Regions from separate parts of the Triticum aestivum genome. Here region 2 is linked to region 1. The links are chromatin contacts, called in public HiCAR-type maps. All regions are on one chromosome and are shown on one strand. Each heading gives the region's core, a stretch centred on a gene start, on an enhancer-like site or on the middle of the called end of the contact. The rest is flanking DNA. Distances are from core to core; before and after follow the strand shown.

Region 1 (3,680 bases), core at 599-3,098:
CAACAAGTGACCGAATACGGAGCAAAATGAGTGAATCTACACTCTAAAATATGCCTACATACATCCGTATGTTGTAGTTCATTTGAAATGTCTAAAAAGATTTATATTTAGGAACGGAGGGAGTATAAAATACAACAATATTTTATATTTAGAAGAGTATTAATCTGGACGTGAAAAATGGTAGGACCAGTAGGTTTAGTTTGGTCCAAAGATTCTTTGATACTACCGTGGGCGGTGACTGATTGCCAGCAAACAAGGAAGAAACTGCACACGGGTTACGTCATTTTCGTAGACGCGGAAAATTATGTCTCGTGCGTGTGCGTGCTACGTACATATTTTCTCAAACCAGCCACCGCTAGCTTTACATGTTTGACTTCGGTTTCTACCAACACCTTTTGACTTAAGTTACCTAGGAGTACGTACATATCAAATGTTGCTGCGTAAACGTACGTAATCTTGCTTACTGATATTAAAAAATATACAATTCTGAAGCTGGTGGAAATTTGTGCTAACCTGGTTGGCGAAGCCGACGCCGCAACCAAGCAGGATCCTGCCGATGATGAGCATGGCGAGGTTCTGGGCGGCCCCGTTGAAGATGACGCCGATGATGAAGAAGACGCCGGCGATGAGCATGGTGAGGCGGCGTCCGAGGCGGCGGGTGGTGTAGGAGGCGAAGAAGGTGGCGGTGAGGCCGGCGAGGTAGAGCGACGAGGTGAAGAGCTGCAGGCCCTGGTTGTCGTACTTGCAGTAGTTGCTCTCCTTGTCCTGGTTCTTCCGGCGCAGCACCGCCGGGAAGAACTCACGCAGGAAATCGTCCATCGATGTCACTCCGCCTGCAAAAACAAACAGTTTTTAGACCTTAGAACTGGTTGTTAATCGAGCTGGACGCTGTGAAAGAAATGGACAAGATTTTCTTAATTAGTTTTAGTAAGAATTCATCTCGCAAAAAAAAGTTTAGTAAGAATTCATGTAATACTATGCTAAACCCAAAGGCAACGTGTCCACACAAAAGACAGCTTTGTTGCATCAGACGTGATCTGGAGGTGTACAAATGGGTTGACTTAACAGCCTGTCAAAGTAGTCGGTGGCAAGATGGCAGCAGTTATATAGTTTCTTCCAAATACAGTATAATATTAATTCTTATATGCAGCTAGAATCATACAGCTAGCACAAGTGCGAGCATATACTATGATCCTGGCCAGAAAACCGGATAGTGTTCACAATGGAGTAAACTGGAAAGTGCTAAATTATCAGCTGGCCGGTGCGTGGTAGTTAATGAGGAGGATCAATTGCATTAACTTCCTTCCAATTATCTGTGGTTATCTGCTTCGTCATATGAAGACGAGAGACGGCAGCCACAAGTAAACACCATATCCATATCCATGGAGTCAATTAAACTCCTCTCTTTCATACGCGCGGACGGCGACGTCACGGATCACTAAACCATGCATGTAAGGCGGATTTGACATGATTTCTCAGAGCTACCACGGGAGCACGCAACGCACGCACATGCATGGACGGAGATGATCGATCTCTGGAAGAACTTGCATAGACATGTGGAGTATCGGGTTACCTGAGATGCCGACGTCGTAGCCGAACATGAGGCCGCCGGTGGCCGCCATGATGCAGGAGATGATGACGATGGGCGTGATCTTGGCCTCGAACTCCACGCCGGACGGCGCCGACACGGCGAACCCCCCGCCCGGCATCTTCGCAAGCCGGCCGGTCAAGCTACGCCGATATAATGGAAGCTAGACAAGCAGCGAGTGTTTCTCCACAGAAGCACACGAGGAGAGCCAAAGGAAGGGGATTGGAGATGGGACACAACGCTCCAAGTCCCTGGGGTATATATAGGGAGGGAAGCCCACTCGGCTAAGAAATTTCAAACGCAACCGAGCGGCCAGATCGGGCCACGTCGCTTCTACGATCCTCCGGTGGGGCCCGCGCGACGGCTCTCTCGCTCGCAGGGCTGCCCGGTCAACGGACGGCTCCACGGCCCACGGGCCAGAGCGCGCACCACTCTGTGCATAAGCACGACGACTTTTCCGTCCCTCCCACAAATTATGGCTTATCCAAACCAATTCCTTCTATAGTACTCCCTCCGTCCCATAATATAAGAACGTTCTTATATTATGGGACGGAGGAAGTAGTAAGCCTTTATGGGCTCCTTTTTTGAAAAAGAAAACTGAAGAGCGGCTCGGAAAACCTTGAGGATATTCTCTTATCGGACGCCGACCTTCTTGACAACGAGATCGCTGGATGGGCCCATGCGTCGGTGAACGATCTGTCCGAGTTTTCGGAGTGTCAACAACGGGCGCAGCTTCCTTGTTGCTGGGTTGATTCATGTGAATGGAGGACCTTGACTTTGAATACAATTTTAACGAATTTTATACGTCACGTGGGGATGGATTCGCTTGGGAAAATTATTATGTGTTCGTCGATGTGGATAGCAGTATAGTACATGCAAGCACAAGAAATTTGACGCCGGCGTTCGCATGCGTGCGTCTACTTTTCCACAGGGGAAAGTGGTGTTGGCCAAGTGGTGCTAGTTTATGTACGTATAGCTTTTGTACCATTAGCGATTTGGTCGAGATACCATCGTACTACAACATATGGCTGTATAAATATACCACTGTCACGATGTCGACCAAGAGCAGACTAAATAAAATCTCACTTCCAGCTGGCCTCGTCGACATGATATGATTTGGTCGACATGGTAACGTTACAAATTGGCATTCTAAATTTCTCCATTATTTTTGCAATCAGTTCGATAGATCTCGCATCCTTATGAGAGGAAACATACGCCGCAGCTTAGTACAGTACTAAACAACGCAGCTAATTATCCACGTTAGGCTCAAGTAAGCCGTGGAATTAGAGCATGTGGCTAACGAGCGGTCGCCCATCCAAATATGAAATAACAATCTCTGTGCGAAATCGAATTTTGCTTTGATCTTTATATATCCAGCAACCCAAGCCCATTTGCACGTTCTCACCGGCCGATGCTGCCCAGTTCATACCGTCATAAGATAAGTCAACTAATCTTATCGACTGAATATTCAACACCCCAGAAACTCTGCAGCCCTGGCTCCGAATAATGCCGTCAGGGGAATCAAATGTTTTTCATTGAAAAGGAAGTACACCCATGATCAAAAGAAAGAAATCAAAATGCATGATTCGGCACGGTTTGCACGCGAGGACTCCCACCCGTTTGGGAATTTTAAACGGCGTGCGACGCCGCGATTTGCCTTCTTGGTTCAACCCGATGGCCGACTGCGATGCGTTCGCAAAAGCAGAAAAGGACGCGAGCGAGCTGGATCTTTTGTCCAGGGCAGGCCATGACTTCTGCGAAACTTCAGTAAGCTTACGAACGAGAACAACACTTGTGCGCAGCACAGAGGGCCACGACAACAAAATACGTGTTCCGTGTGGATCTTTTCACGCCCTGTATACTTGGTACTTAATATAGTCAGCGCCACGCATGAATGTCTCACGTACGCACAGCACCGGTTTTCCGTACGATCTCAGATAAAGAACACCGTTTTCCGTGGGGAATTACCTAACGATCTCTGGGTTTGATTTGCGTTTCGGTGTGTCTGAACCAACGGCCGGGCGCCGTCAGGCAATGCCGGAAGCTACTACACAGCCGCGCCGAGACACGTCCGGTCCGGGCCGGGCTTTGA
Region 2 (3,680 bases), core at 588-3,087, 430 kb before region 1:
CAGCCTTGGTTCCTTGAATTCTGAGGTCAGTGGCCTCTAACTGTGCTTGCATCATCAGTACGTAGAAATACTTCTTCTCTTGGGTTTACATCTTCTGCTCTGCTCTGTTTGGTATCGTGTCAAAAGTGATTTTGCCTTTGTTGAGGTTGTGGTAATTGCATCTTCCTTTACATACTGGTTTGCTAATGCTACTTACGTGCATCCACTTTGGGAATTCAGACTATGAAGTAGGAGTACTCATTTCAAGTAGGAGTACAAAAGAGTACTCATTTCAAGTAGGAGTTCTGTTCTTGCGTCTAAAGATTACAACCGTGATTTCTTACTCTAGAGTTACTTCTCTCTGAAAGCAAAATAGTGAATATGTCAGAATCCAATGATGAGCAAGTCTGTTTATACTATATATACAGTGCATGTTCAGACACACTGCTTTGCAGTTTTATTTGGAATAGGCTGCATGAATCTCTAGTTTCAGACTGAGTTTCTCTTTTGACAAAAGTTTCAGAATGAGTTGAACACACCCTTTTCGTATTGCTTGCGATCCAGACCTACACATTTTCAGATGTTCGCATTATAGCCAGTGATGTTGTTATCTGAAGAAAATTCTTATTAACATTCACCAGATGCTGGAGTGGAAACAACGCGCGCAGGCGTCGGAACAGCATGCTGAAGAGCTCCAGAAGAAGGTCTCGGAGCTCCAAGGCAAGCTGCACACCTTCAAATCCCATTTCCCCGCCCCAAACCTGCCCAGCCGGGCATGGTCTGAGGCTTGCAGGATGGAGAACCCGCGGGCAGCCAAGGCTCAGCACCACCACCGGCCACCCCAGCAGCAGCAGCAGGACGGCGGCAAGGAGAAGGAGAAGCACGTGCTGATCTGCCGCGTGAAGCACTCGCCCAGCGTCATCCCGAGGCGCTCGCCGCTGCAGGACATCGGCAACATCGCCTTGCCGCGGCGGCAGCGGTGAGCGCTGACGAGCGTGGGGGTCGATCCTCTGCTGGAACCAAGGTTTTCCGGCAGGAGTGTGGAGGGAGGAACTCTGTCAATTCGCTTTAGTAGTTTAGCATCTACTCGTCAGTCAGGTCTGTGGTGGTGAGTGGCCACTGAGCTCAGCTGGGACGGAGTTACTTTGCGTAGTACAGTGTCAAGGAATAGGCGCGATCAGTCAGAGGTGTATGTAAGGCGAATGTGCCTCTTTTTTCCTGAGATTAATTGGCAATTTTGTTTGCTGCTTCTTCCAAGATCTGATGGTACGCAACTTTTGAACTCAGAATCATGTCTTGCACGAGAACAAGTTTCTTAGATCATCTAGAGTGATGAACTACAAGCACAATGATAACAGCAGATGCTTTGTTGGCGCTAAATATGCGACTATACATCTAGGAATTTGAGCTAGTGATTGATCATGGAGACCCAGGCGCAGTATGTGCACACGATCTTCTGGGAGATGTAGACGTAGACGGCGAAGGAGAGGCTCATGAGCGCCACGTCCTTCCAGTCCCCCTTCTGCTTCGGGCTCAGGCTCTCCCGCACGTCCATCCCGGCCTTCACCACGCCGCTGTGCGCCCTCTCGGCCATGCTCACCCACCACGCCCTCTTCTTTCCTCCTCCGCCTCCTCCGTCGCCGCCGATCGGCGGCTCGGTGGGAAGGCGGTTTTGGCAGCGGAAGGAGGGTCTTCGCCTAGGGACGGCGGCGTTGCGCCGTCGTCTCAAGGCTTGGGAGAGATGTGGAGCGGCGGCGGTGGTGGTAAGGGAGGCCATTGCATGCTGCGATCTTGAGGAGGAGTACTGGAGGTGTGATCAGGGTATGGTGTTATGTGGAGTTCTCCAACACGAGAGGATAAGTAGCTCCTGACTACGGGAGGAGGAGAAGGGAAGACAGTGACAACCATGTGTGTCATTTAGCGGCAAGCAGGCTGGCAGTTGGCCCAAGCAAGCTCATACTCTAGAGATATTTTGTACAACTTGGTCAAAATCACACTAGATTTTTTTTAAGGAAACAGCAAGACTCTGCTGCTTTAAAAGAAAATAAGACAAAAGAGAAGAGTTCAACGAAGAAAAGAATAAAACAACATAACAAAACCATAGGATTAATCTCATACAAGTGAGAGAATCCATCTGAAATAATCGAATCTCTGAACCCAATCTTCAAAAGTTGAGTATTGTTTCCTCGTAGCTCTGTATTTAAACCAATTGAGCTCCTCCTTGAACCATTTTTGACAACGGTATAGGCTTGGGGTCACCCCTTTGAAGATGTTGCATGCATAACAGACAAACTTGCATGATTTTTTTACTGGTTATCTACAGGGCTACTGTTTTGATCCGTATTTGGTCGTTACTCACTTTTGTGGAAGCTAGGGCGCATTTGGTTACTGGGTCTGTCCGATGAAAAATCATAACTCGGGATATCTACAACCGGTTTGGATGGCGGTCCAATAATAGGACAGGTGTTGAGTCACCTCGTTCTATTTTCGCCGGTTGTGGCGTATTGTACTTTTTTTTTCTCCAGCTCTAAGGGAGTTTGTTCTAGATCACAGACTTTTCGGTCGCTTTGCTTAATAAAGGGGCTGCATGCATCACTCTGATGCAGAGGCCGGGGTAATCCACCTTTTCTATAAAAAATCCCTTTGAAGATGTTGTCACTTGTTGTGGTCCAGATGGCCCAAGAAGCTAGGATAACGATTTCAAATGCGAAGGGAACATTTAGCAAGGACATCGATTTCAACCTGCAATCCTTCATTAGCAGGCGTCCACTTAGGATAAAGATGAGACCAGCTTACCTTTGCGAATGGGCAACAAAAAAAGAACATGCTCACATGGCGCAGCTATAATATGGGATGAAAAAGTGCTTTCTCTGCTACATTGCTCTAGTGTTCAGTCTATTGCGGAGGAGCGCCAAAGGAAAATCTTGTGTTTCAATTCGTAACGAGAATCCCAAATCCATTTAATTGCAGGCATAACCTCATGTTCCCCAATAAGAAGAGAATAACAATTGGAAACTTGGAATCTTAACTCCAGCTGGGATTTGCCAAATATTTGAATCCTCCAATAACTACATCTCCTGGATTAGGTGAGCTAGCTCCTGATACTGTGCAAAAGTCTCTTTAGAGAGGGGTAAATGAAAATTTCCAAACAAGTCCCCAGAAAGCCACAAATTGTGAATGGAAATGTGGGGATCTTTGGCAAAAGAGTGTAGGTGTGGCCAACTTGAGAGCAGATTTGTGTTGTAAATATACCCTAGAGGCAATAATATCGTATTATTGTATTTCCATATTCATAATTAAGTGTTTATATTTTATGCTATAACTGCTATGATCCTGGAATATGCGATCCAGTGGAAAACTTATATACACGTGTGAAATGATAAACGGATAAAATAAAGGTTCCTAGTCTCGCCTCTAAGACTAGATCAAGTATTGTTGGTGATCACGTTTTCTGGATCTTAGGATATCGTTAATTGTAACTATAGTCCTGAAACAACATTGAGATTATGATGTTGGAAGAACGATCATATTGAATCGACCCAAACTTGTTTGTTATGAATTGAGATTATACCGTCTGTAATCAATTGTAATAACACAGAGTGTTAACTTGTGGTTTTGCTCCTTAGACCATGAGAGTATCGTAGTCACTTCTTACCATACGGTAGGCTTTTGGGGTTACTCAAACGTCACCTGTAACACGG

What was found. HiCAR-type assays count read pairs that join an accessible place to other places.
Region 2: a HiCAR-type map of leaf shows a contact between it and region 1, with 5 times the contacts expected there. The contact joins the promoter of LOC123098226 here to the promoter of LOC123098224 in region 1. A contact is called at or near these places in 1 of 5 Hi-C or Micro-C datasets (leaf) and 1 of 1 datasets of contacts at active chromatin or transcription factors (leaf).

Annotation. Positions count from the first base shown.
Region 1 is chr4D:405,668,769-405,672,448 of IWGSC CS RefSeq v2.1, reverse strand. It overlaps LOC123098224 (sugar transport protein MST4), which reads right to left and starts at 1,848. Exons shown (of 3, transcript XM_044520152.1): 1 at 1,574-1,848; 2 at 514-833. The coding sequence starts at 1,709.
Region 2 is chr4D:406,098,630-406,102,309 of IWGSC CS RefSeq v2.1, reverse strand. LOC123098226 reads right to left here and starts at 1,837. Exons shown (of 1, transcript XM_044520155.1): 1 at 1,241-1,837. The coding sequence starts at 1,756. The coding sequence ends at 1,388. It overlaps LOC123098225, which reads left to right. Exons shown (of 5, transcript XM_044520153.1): 4 at 1-25; 5 at 621-1,339. The coding sequence ends at 962.